Regions from separate parts of the Zea mays genome. Here region 1 is linked to region 2. A link is a contact called in public Hi-C data. All regions are on one chromosome and are shown on one strand. Each heading gives the region's core, a stretch centred on a gene start, on an enhancer-like site or on the middle of the called end of the contact. The rest is flanking DNA. Distances are from core to core; before and after follow the strand shown.

The links. Hi-C and Micro-C count contacts between places; a contact is called where the count stands out from the background.
Region 1: a contact with region 2 is called in a Hi-C map of endosperm, with 2.4 times the contacts expected there. The contact joins the promoter of LOC103635834 here to the promoter of LOC100282378 in region 2. A contact is called at or near these places in 2 of 25 Hi-C or Micro-C datasets (endosperm and leaf).

What each region holds. Positions count from the first base shown.
Region 1 is chr8:125,384,170-125,388,771 of Zm-B73-REFERENCE-NAM-5.0, reverse strand. LOC103635834 (Protein RNA-directed DNA methylation 3) reads left to right here and starts at 2,350. Exons shown (of 21, transcript XM_008658209.3): 1 at 2,350-2,747; 2 at 3,400-3,644; 3 at 3,728-3,883; 4 at 4,372-4,530. The coding sequence starts at 2,498.
Region 2 is chr8:125,147,818-125,152,534 of Zm-B73-REFERENCE-NAM-5.0, reverse strand. LOC100282378 reads right to left here and starts at 1,358. Exons shown (of 6, transcript NM_001155289.2): 1 at 1,169-1,358; 2 at 991-1,065. The coding sequence starts at 1,314.

The sequences.
Region 1 (4,602 bases), core at 1,101-3,600, 240 kb before region 2:
GTGCAGTCGGCACTGTTCACTGTTCACTGTAGTCGTTGCTCCGCTTGGCACACTGGACAGTCCGGTGCTACACCGGGCAATCCGATGAATTATAGCGTAGAGCTATTTTCTGAAACCCGAAGCTTAGCAATTGGAGGGAATTCTCCCTGGTGCACCGGACACTGTCAGGTGGCACACCGGACAGTCCGGTGCGCCAGACCAGGGCAGCCTTCAGTTTTCTTTGCTCCTTTTTATTTGAACCATTTCTTGGACTTTTTTTTGGTTTGTGTTGAACCTTTGGCACCTGTAGAACTTGTAATCTAGAGCAAACTAGTTAGTCCAATTATTTGTGTTGGGCAATTCAACCACCAAAATCAATTAGGAAAAGGTGTAAGCCTATTTCCCTTTCAACGGTGCCCACGCGGCTATCTCTAGTCGCGTGGTAAACAGCACCCGACCCCACCACGTGGATGGCTCCCGGGTTGCCACGTGGCCAGGAAAGACAATATGCTCCAAGGTATCAACAGTGGGTCTGGACCTCCAAGGGAAAGTGCCAGACCCCTGTACGTACGGACCGGACCTCCGGGTAAGGTCCAGGACTTCCACGGGCGTAAGCCGGACCCCTGGGACGGGTCTCGGACCCTTCTGTGTGGGGTCCGGGTCACTCACAGCAAGGTCCCGGGATTCTGGGACAAAGAATACCCAGGCCTTAATCAAGGCCAGGCGGGGGTCCAGAGCCGACACGTGTCCGGACCATACCGTGTACGCATCTGCTCCCCGCTCAGGCGGAGACCCGATGCTGCCACGTGGCCCACTGCCCGTGACATAAGCGAGCGGGCGGAGCCTGACGTAAGGCCTCTGGGCCGCGCGGCCGCTGCATTTATTGCGGATAAGGCGCGCCGCCTGTCTATTCCACTAACAGGTGATGTGCCGCCACAGCATTTAATGAGCCCTGTCCACTCCGCTGGCAGGCGATGTGCCGCCTCGGCATTTAATGTGCTCTGTCCACTCCGCTGGCAGGCGGCGACCAGGCCATCCCGCAGGCGGCGTGCCTGTCCATTCCATTGGCAGACAGTACGCCCGTGCTGCGGCATACACTGTGCCCATCATGACTCGCGCGTTACCGAGGAAGCAGCCGCGAGATATTAATACTATATGCACTACGAACATTATGGCGCTCGGAGATCTTCTGGGCGATACTGACATTTGATACTTCTATAATGTATTCCCTCCGTTTTGCCCCTGGGCCACATGTCGGGGCTCAGTATCATTGTACGTGCCCCCCTTGATCTATAAAAGGGAGGGCACACGACGTTACAAGGCAGACCCAACTTAGGCTCAAGCTCACTTAGACTCTCAGACTCACAAGTTCATACAAGCTCTCAAGCTCAATACACCACACAGTGGAGTAGGGTATTACGCTCCGGCGGCCCGAACCACTCTAAACCCTTGTGTGTTCTCGTGTTCTTCCCGATTCCACGTAACAGACAAAACGCTTAGGTTCCCTCCTCATCTAAGGATTTTGGGCGGGTGCGTTCCGCCACCTGGCCGGAGAATTTTCTCTACGACAATATGTTATAAGCCGTCGCAACGCACGGGCAAACTACTAGTTGGTTTTTATGTGTATGATTAATATGTTGGTGATGAAATTCGATACATATTTATTTTAGATGTTTACGTTGGTAACGAACATGATAATCTTCTTATTTATTTGTAGTCTATATGTTTTTTATTTATATGGTTGTTATGTTGATAAAAGATAATATGTATATGTATGTTGGTTCTACATGAGTTTCAATATGATCGCATGTGTGTTTAATTTTTAGCGAGAAAAAAAGACATGCAAAGAAGAATAAGTTTGGTACGTTTGAAGGTTAAAAACATAAGATATGACACTACGTAAAACTATCTACCTGATTGGTTACTCCGCACCATTCCATCCTTAATCATCTCGTACGATGATTCTAGTTGAGCGTCTGTTTGGTTGACTATATGCAAGGAACATTGATTACATAAGTAGATGCAAAATAAATTATTTTCAGGCTATTTATCTACATCTATACATACGCCAGAAACTGTATCTGCCCGACCAAGCTCGCGTGAGACTAAGGGGGTGTTTGGTTTCTAAGGACTAATTTTTAGTCCCTACATTTTATTCCACTTTAGTTATAAAATTTTAGTTTCTATATTTATCAATTTATATACTAAAATAGAACAAAATGAAGGGACTAAATATTAGTCCCTAGAAACCAAACACCCCCTGAATACGGGTGTATGCGTATCATAGGAAGGTATTCATGTTGGTGCGAGTATTTTGATAAGTCCTGCGACTGAATGAATATTATTGCGGTTGGTGGTCAAAGATAGAAAAACAAAAGCAATTCTATACTACTTCAAGGGGGCATCTGCAAACCTCCCTCTGCGTCCTCGGAAACGGAAGGTGGCCTGGCCCTGGCCGGGAGTGGTTAACCTCGGCGAGCCGCTTTGTCTTCTATTCCCCACTCCATCCTACTCCGCCATGGCGGTGAAGGGGAAGGGTAAGCAGGTGGCCGCCGAATCCCCTGGCCCTGGCGCTGGCGCTGGCGGTGCCTCCGGGTCCGGCGGGAAGCGGCGGATGGCCTCTAGTGACGCGGGGGCGGGGCCCTCGTCGTCATCCGCTGCGAAGCGCCGCCGCCGCGCCGGGGTCCTCCAGTTCGTCGACGACGTAGCTGGCGTCGACGACGATTATGAGGAGGACGAGCTCGAGTCCGAGGATGACACCGATGATGGTGAGTACGGACTCGGTTCGTTCCCCGAGGCATGCGTGAGAGTGGATGGGTCGAGTGGATCCATCTGGGGTTTGTGTTCTACACAATGTGGATTATGTGGGGGTTTGTGTTCTGCGCAATTTGGGATCTCTCTCTCTCTCTCTCTCTCTCTCTCTCTCTCTCTCTCTTGTATCTATTATTCTGTCACCTAGGTTTTGAGGAGTGAGCTGTGTTAATTGATGGGGTTTTGAGGGGTTTTCCCGTCTTAACGACAGGAACCCTTATACAGCACTGCAGAAATTTCACTTCTACCCTAAAAGTTGTAGAATCCGATATTTTAGTAGTGTGGTAGTTGCACGAGGTCGAAATCATCCCTATTTGCTAATAGATAGTAATGCAAATTTTGTTATTTTTGGTTTTGGAGTTAGTCCTTGAGCAAAATGTGATGTCTGACTTTTCTCAGTGTCATCAAGCAGTTAGGCCTTACAGCAAACTGACATTGCACTTTGGCTTAATGTTGTCACCAATTATCTGGTTGCCTAGGATCTATGTTCTATACTAATCATTGAATTAATGTCATTTCATAGTCATATCATACTCTTTCACCGTAAATGTATTTGAAGGTATTATTGCCTAGTGATTGCTCATGTAATCTTGTTTATGTCCACTGCAGGTTTCTTTACTGGTGGGGAACATGCACAAAATCTGAGTCACAAAAGAACTGAAAGGTCACACCCTCTTCCATTTCTTGTGAAGGAAGAGGAGCTTAGTGGCGATGAACTTGAGGAATTCATCAAGAACCGATACAGTAATCGTGTGAAATACGCTGCTGATCGGAGCTATTCTAGAGAAGACGATGACATTTTCTCCATGGATTGTGCACTCAAAGAGCCGACTATTTGGAGAGTTAAATGCATGGTTTGTGATTACCAAACTCTTGACTTGGCATTGCTCGACTAGCATTTGTTGTGGATGTGCTGATTTGGTTAACTGCTTTCCAGGTTGGGCGTGAGCGCCAAATGGCCTTCTGCTTCATGCAAAAATTTGTTGACCTTCGAAAAATTGGTACCAAAGTGCCAATTATTACAGCATTTGCACTTGATCACATAAGAGGGTTTGTTTTTGTTGAAGCGGAGAAGGCCTGTGATGTTACAGAGGTACACAATCTGTTCCTTTTACAGCAAGAGAAAAAAAAGTTCATACATACAGAAAGAGCATGCTGGTTGACATGTAGTGCAGTGCTTATTATTCTATCGCTGTTATGTATAACATACTCCCTCCATTCAAAATTATAAGCTGTATTGTCTTTTCTAGATGCATTGCTTTTACAATGTATGAAGACATAGTGTATATCTAAGTGCATAGCAAAAACTACATATATCTAGAAAAATCAAACCATCTTATAATTTGGAATTGAGGGAGTATAAAACCCTGATATTTTTTATGTGGCCTAGTTTAGCTTTGCTGTTCTCATTTTGTACGCATTTCAAGCTTTACTACTTCATAGGAAAGGAAGGAACTTTTTAATGAATTTGTAAAAACTATTTTAGTAAAGATAATGTTTTCTTTTCTATTAATCTCTATATGTATATGCTTTGTATTTTGGTTGTAAAATGGCTCACTGACCATATGTCCCATGTTACAGGCATGCAAAGGGTTTTGTAGTGTGTACACAAGCAGAATCACTTCTGTTCCTGCAGCTGAAGTTCCTAGCTTGTTATCCAGCCGTACGAAACCATTTGAAATCTCTCGTGGTACATGGATCCGCATGAAGAATGGAAACTATAAAGGTGATCTGGCACAGGTATGATATAATGTGTTTGTGCCGTTTTTTCTTTTCTGGGGGCATCGTTGCTCTTCATATATTTTCATTTTC
Region 2 (4,717 bases), core at 109-2,608:
TCGAAGATCCAATGCCTACACAAGTGACACCCAACTCCACCAACCGCATGTCTACAAAGCAACATGCAGTCATGGCATTCACCCAAGGTCAACTGGACTCCTAGGTGTTGACAAGGTAACATACTGAATTGCTAGTTCTGAGTTCCATATAGTTCACATTTTCATCAATGGCATAGACTGGCACATAAAATCCCTAGTAGGGGCATATGGCTGTGACCAAAAGTTTTTCTTCCAAGCATTTTAGCTAAGGAATGAAAAGTATTTGGCCAAGAATGAAAAGAAACATATCAGATGTAATTAACAGGGAATGTGTTTGTCAAACACTGGCAGACTGGCCCATCCAAGTGCCAAGTTTTGGCAAGCTTCACTGGGCACACTCGAATCAACACCTGAATTTCCCATCATTTAGACTAACATCGTTTTGATCTACACAGTTTGCTCCATGGAGCAGTAGAATAAGAAGATGCTGATTCCATCTTAAGACGAAATCAGTAAGTATGACTTTAACACTAGCTCTAGTAGGTTGATCATACAGGTATATGACATCCTATCTTGAGGTCCATGGTTCAGACTTCAGAGTGTACTAGAGACAACCTACAGAGAGACCCTGAAGTAATTGAATAATGTGCAACAGTGCACAGATGCTAAAAATGCGTTTTGGGTTTATTTTGAGAACAACACAGCACTCAAATTTGACAAACACCTGAAATTTACATCGCCTACGAGAGAAGGTTGAGCTTATTGAAACAACGGCCTAAGAGGATTAGACAACAAATTACAACCAAAATCCTGACTTAAACCACTGATTACAAGGAACTAAACCAGTAAAAATCCGCAACAATCCCCTTCCACTGTAACCAAAACGGACATCCCCCCCCCGCTCTCTTAATTAGGCGGATAAGGACATTAATCACTATAGGAAAAACTGACTCCGTACTGAGACTGGCCAACAGAACCAAAACAAAACGGTCGAAACAGTAGGTTTCTTACAGCTTCAAGCATCTGGACTTCTTGCAGGCGCAATGCTTGCACCCGTTGCCATCCGCAGCCTCCTCCACCCTCTGCCTGCTCAGCACAAAACCCCAAAAATCAGACGACTCAGAACGCCGAAGGCGCGCCCAGATCGACAAACCGAAGCCCCCCAGGTCCGGGGCCGCCGAACCCTCACCGCTTGGGGTCCGGCGCTATTGCGAGCTGGTTCATGCTGGATCGCTCCAGCTCGGTCAGTCCGACGGCATGCGTTGACAATTCTATGGGCTCCAGAGTGACCGGGGGTGGCGCCGGTGGCTTCATGGAGATCGGGGTGGCCTCCATGGGAGCGAGCACGAAGAGGTGTGCGCTGAGACACGGGCCCGTATGAACTGGGAAGAAGTTGGCTCCCCTCTTTTAGACTGTGAGGTGGGCCCAGCCTTAGGCCCGTCCGCCCTGGTGGGGTTTGCTTGTTGGGTTTGGTGATTAGATACTGATAGCGCAAAATAATTGCATAGTAAAGTTTAAAATATTAGATAAATAAGTAATACGGCTGGAAATAGGCTACATAAATATATCGAATCTTTTACTGTTTTTTATTAGGTTCAGTTCCCTAGAGATATGTATTAGAGTCTCTGAACTATTCGTGGGTGGGTTTGAGTAGTATGATGTATGTACATGATTTATTTCCTTGTTTTTCCTTATTAAGTGAATATAAAAAAATTCCAACAAAAAGTTTAAGAAATACTAAGGTATCTCCAGCTATCGTTATTTTTGGCTATATCCATCGTTATCTTTTGACTATACCGGTTTGAGAAGGATCCGGGTTTTTTATGTATCGTTTTGTTGTTGGTTGCTGCTATTGTCCGCTATAGCTAACGGTTTGGGGCCGTCGAAATAAAAAAAAAAGTGTCGAGCAACTCCAACAGTTTAGATACAAATTCTAGCTAAATTTAGAGTCTCGAGGGTTGTAAAAAAGATATTCAAGTTTCTATGTATATGTGTATCTAGGCCTGGGCAAAAAGAACCGGAACCGAAATAACCAAGAACCGAAACCGAATTAACCGAACCGAAAGAACCGTTATGAAATTCGGTTCATGTTTTTTAAGAACCGAAATAAATGAGATATTTTCGGTTCTGCACTCCAAAGAACTGAAAGAACCGAAAATCCCAAAAGTATTAGATTCAATTTGTTACATGTGTTTGTAACTTCAGATGTTATTTTATCGACTTATGTTGAACATCTAATCATCCATGTATTATCTATGAAATTATGGTCATTGTGCACTTGTGGTTGTTTGTGGGGAGATGTTGTTGAAATTTTTCATAAAAGTTGTCGTTATTCAGAATTTTAGAGTGGTTGTTACAGTTCGGTTAGAACCGAGGAACCGAACCGAAGAACCGAGAACCGAACTAGTCGGTTCTGGTTTCTTTATCTTGCTATTTTGGTTCTAGTTTTTGAAGAACCGAATTTCTACAAGAACCGAAAAACCGAACCGAACCGAATCGAAGAACCGAACGCCCAGTCCTATGTGTATCTAACTAACTCTCCAATTTTTTAGATGATGACCACTCAAATCTCAACAAACCTTATGCGTATCACTCCCTTTTTGGCGCATGAATTTTCACGGCTGAACCGGTCGTTCCTTGGCGGGGCTTGTCGGGGACCATAATTAGGGGTACCCCCAAGACTCCTAATCTCAGCTGGTAACCCTCATCAGCACAAAGCTGCAAAGGTCTGATGAGTGCGATTAAGTCAAGACTCGGTCCACTCAAGGACACGATCTCGCCTCGCCCGAGCCCAGCCTCGGGCAAGGGCAGCCGACCCCGGAGGATCTATGTCTCGCCCGAGGCCCCCCTCAAGTAACGGACATACCTTCGGCTCGCCCGAGGCACGGTCTTCGCCTAGAAGCAACCTTGGCCAAATCGCCACGACGACCGACCGTATCGCAGGAGCATTTAATGCAAAGGTGGCCTGACACCTTATCCTGACGCACGCCCTTCAGTCGACTGAGCCGAAGTGACCGCAGTCACTTCGCCGCTCCACTGACCAGTCTGACAAGAAGACAGCGCCGTCCGCGTCGCTCCGACTGCTGTGCCACTCGACAGAGTGAGGCTGACAGCGGCCAAGTCCGGCCTCAGGCGCCATAGGAAGCTCCGCCTCACCCGACCCCAGGGCTCGGACTTGGGCTCAGCCCCGGAAGACGACGAACTCCGCCTCACCCGATCCCAGGGCTCGGACTCGGGCTCAGCCCCGGAAGACGACGAACTCCGCCTCACCCGACCCCAGGGCTCGGACTCGGGCTCAGCCCCGGAAGACGACGAACTCCGCCTCGCCCGATCCCAGGGCTCGGACTCGGGCTCAGCCCCGGAAGACGACGAACTCCGCCTCGCCCGACCCCAGGGCTCGGACTCGGGCTCAACCGACGATCTCCGCCTCGCCTGACCCAGGGGCTCGGACTCGACCTCGGCCTCGGAAGACAGACTCGACCTCGACCTCGACCTCGGAGGAGCCTCCGCCTCGCCCAACCCAGGGCTCGGACCGACCACGTCACAGGAGGCGCCATCATTACCCTACCCCAAGCTAACTCAGGCTACGGGGAACAAGACCGGCGTCCCATCTGGCTCGCCCCGGTAAACAAGTAATGATGGCGCCCCGCATGCTCCATGACGACGACGGCTCTCAGCCCCCTTACGGAAGCAAGGAGACGTCAGCAAGGACTCGACAGCCCCGACAGCTGTCCTTCCGCCAGGCTCCAGCGCTCCTCCGACGGCCACGACACCACACGAACAGGGTGCCAAAACCTCTCCGGCTGCCACGACGGCATGTACTTAGGGCACTAGCTCTTCTCTGCTAGACACGTTAGCACACTGCTACATCTCCCATTGTACACCTGGACCCTCTCCTTACGCCTATAAAAGGAAGGTCCAAGGCCCTCTTACAGAGGGTTGGCCGCGCGGGGAAGGACGGGACGACGCGTGCATAGGCCTCTCGCTCCCTCCCGCGCGGACGCTTGTAACCCCCTACTGCAAGCGCACCCGACCTGGGCGCGGGACAAACACGAAGGCCGTGGGTTTCCCCTTTTACGCCTGCCTCCCTCCGGCTTTTTCCCCCCTTCGCGCTCCGTCTCGCGCCGACCCATCTGGGCTGGGGCACGCAGCGACAATTTACTCGTCGGTCCAGGGACCCCCCAGGGTCGAAACGCCGACAGTTGGCGCGCCAGGTAGGGGCCTGCTGCGTGTTGACGAACAGCTTCCCGTCAAGCTCCAGATGGGCAGTCTCCAGCAACCTTTCCAGCCCGGGACGGTGCTCCGTTTCGGGAGTCTTGAGTTCATGTCCCTCGACGGCGGCTACGACGTGATACTCCTTCCCCCGTCGTGCGACAGCGACAATGGCGGCCAACAACCCGCCCGCCGACGGCGGAATCGACGACGTTTTCCCCACGTGGCGGAAGAACAACATTCGGGTTTGTCCCGTTGCCTCCCCCGCCGACGGAGGAGGAGGCGAGGCAACCAAGGCCAAGCAGGAGGCGGCACCTCGTCGGCTGTCGAGCGAGTCGACGGCGCCGACGCCCCAACGGGGGACACGTCGGGCATTGACTTCGCGTCTGAGACGAAGACAAGCGTTGTTTCCCCGCAACACGCCAATTCCAAGCGGACGGACGACGCCAGCACGCTCGCAAAGGACTTGCTGGGCGTCACCCTCGTACCTGAGACGACGGTGCAGTCTGCCCCTGACGTGACCTCG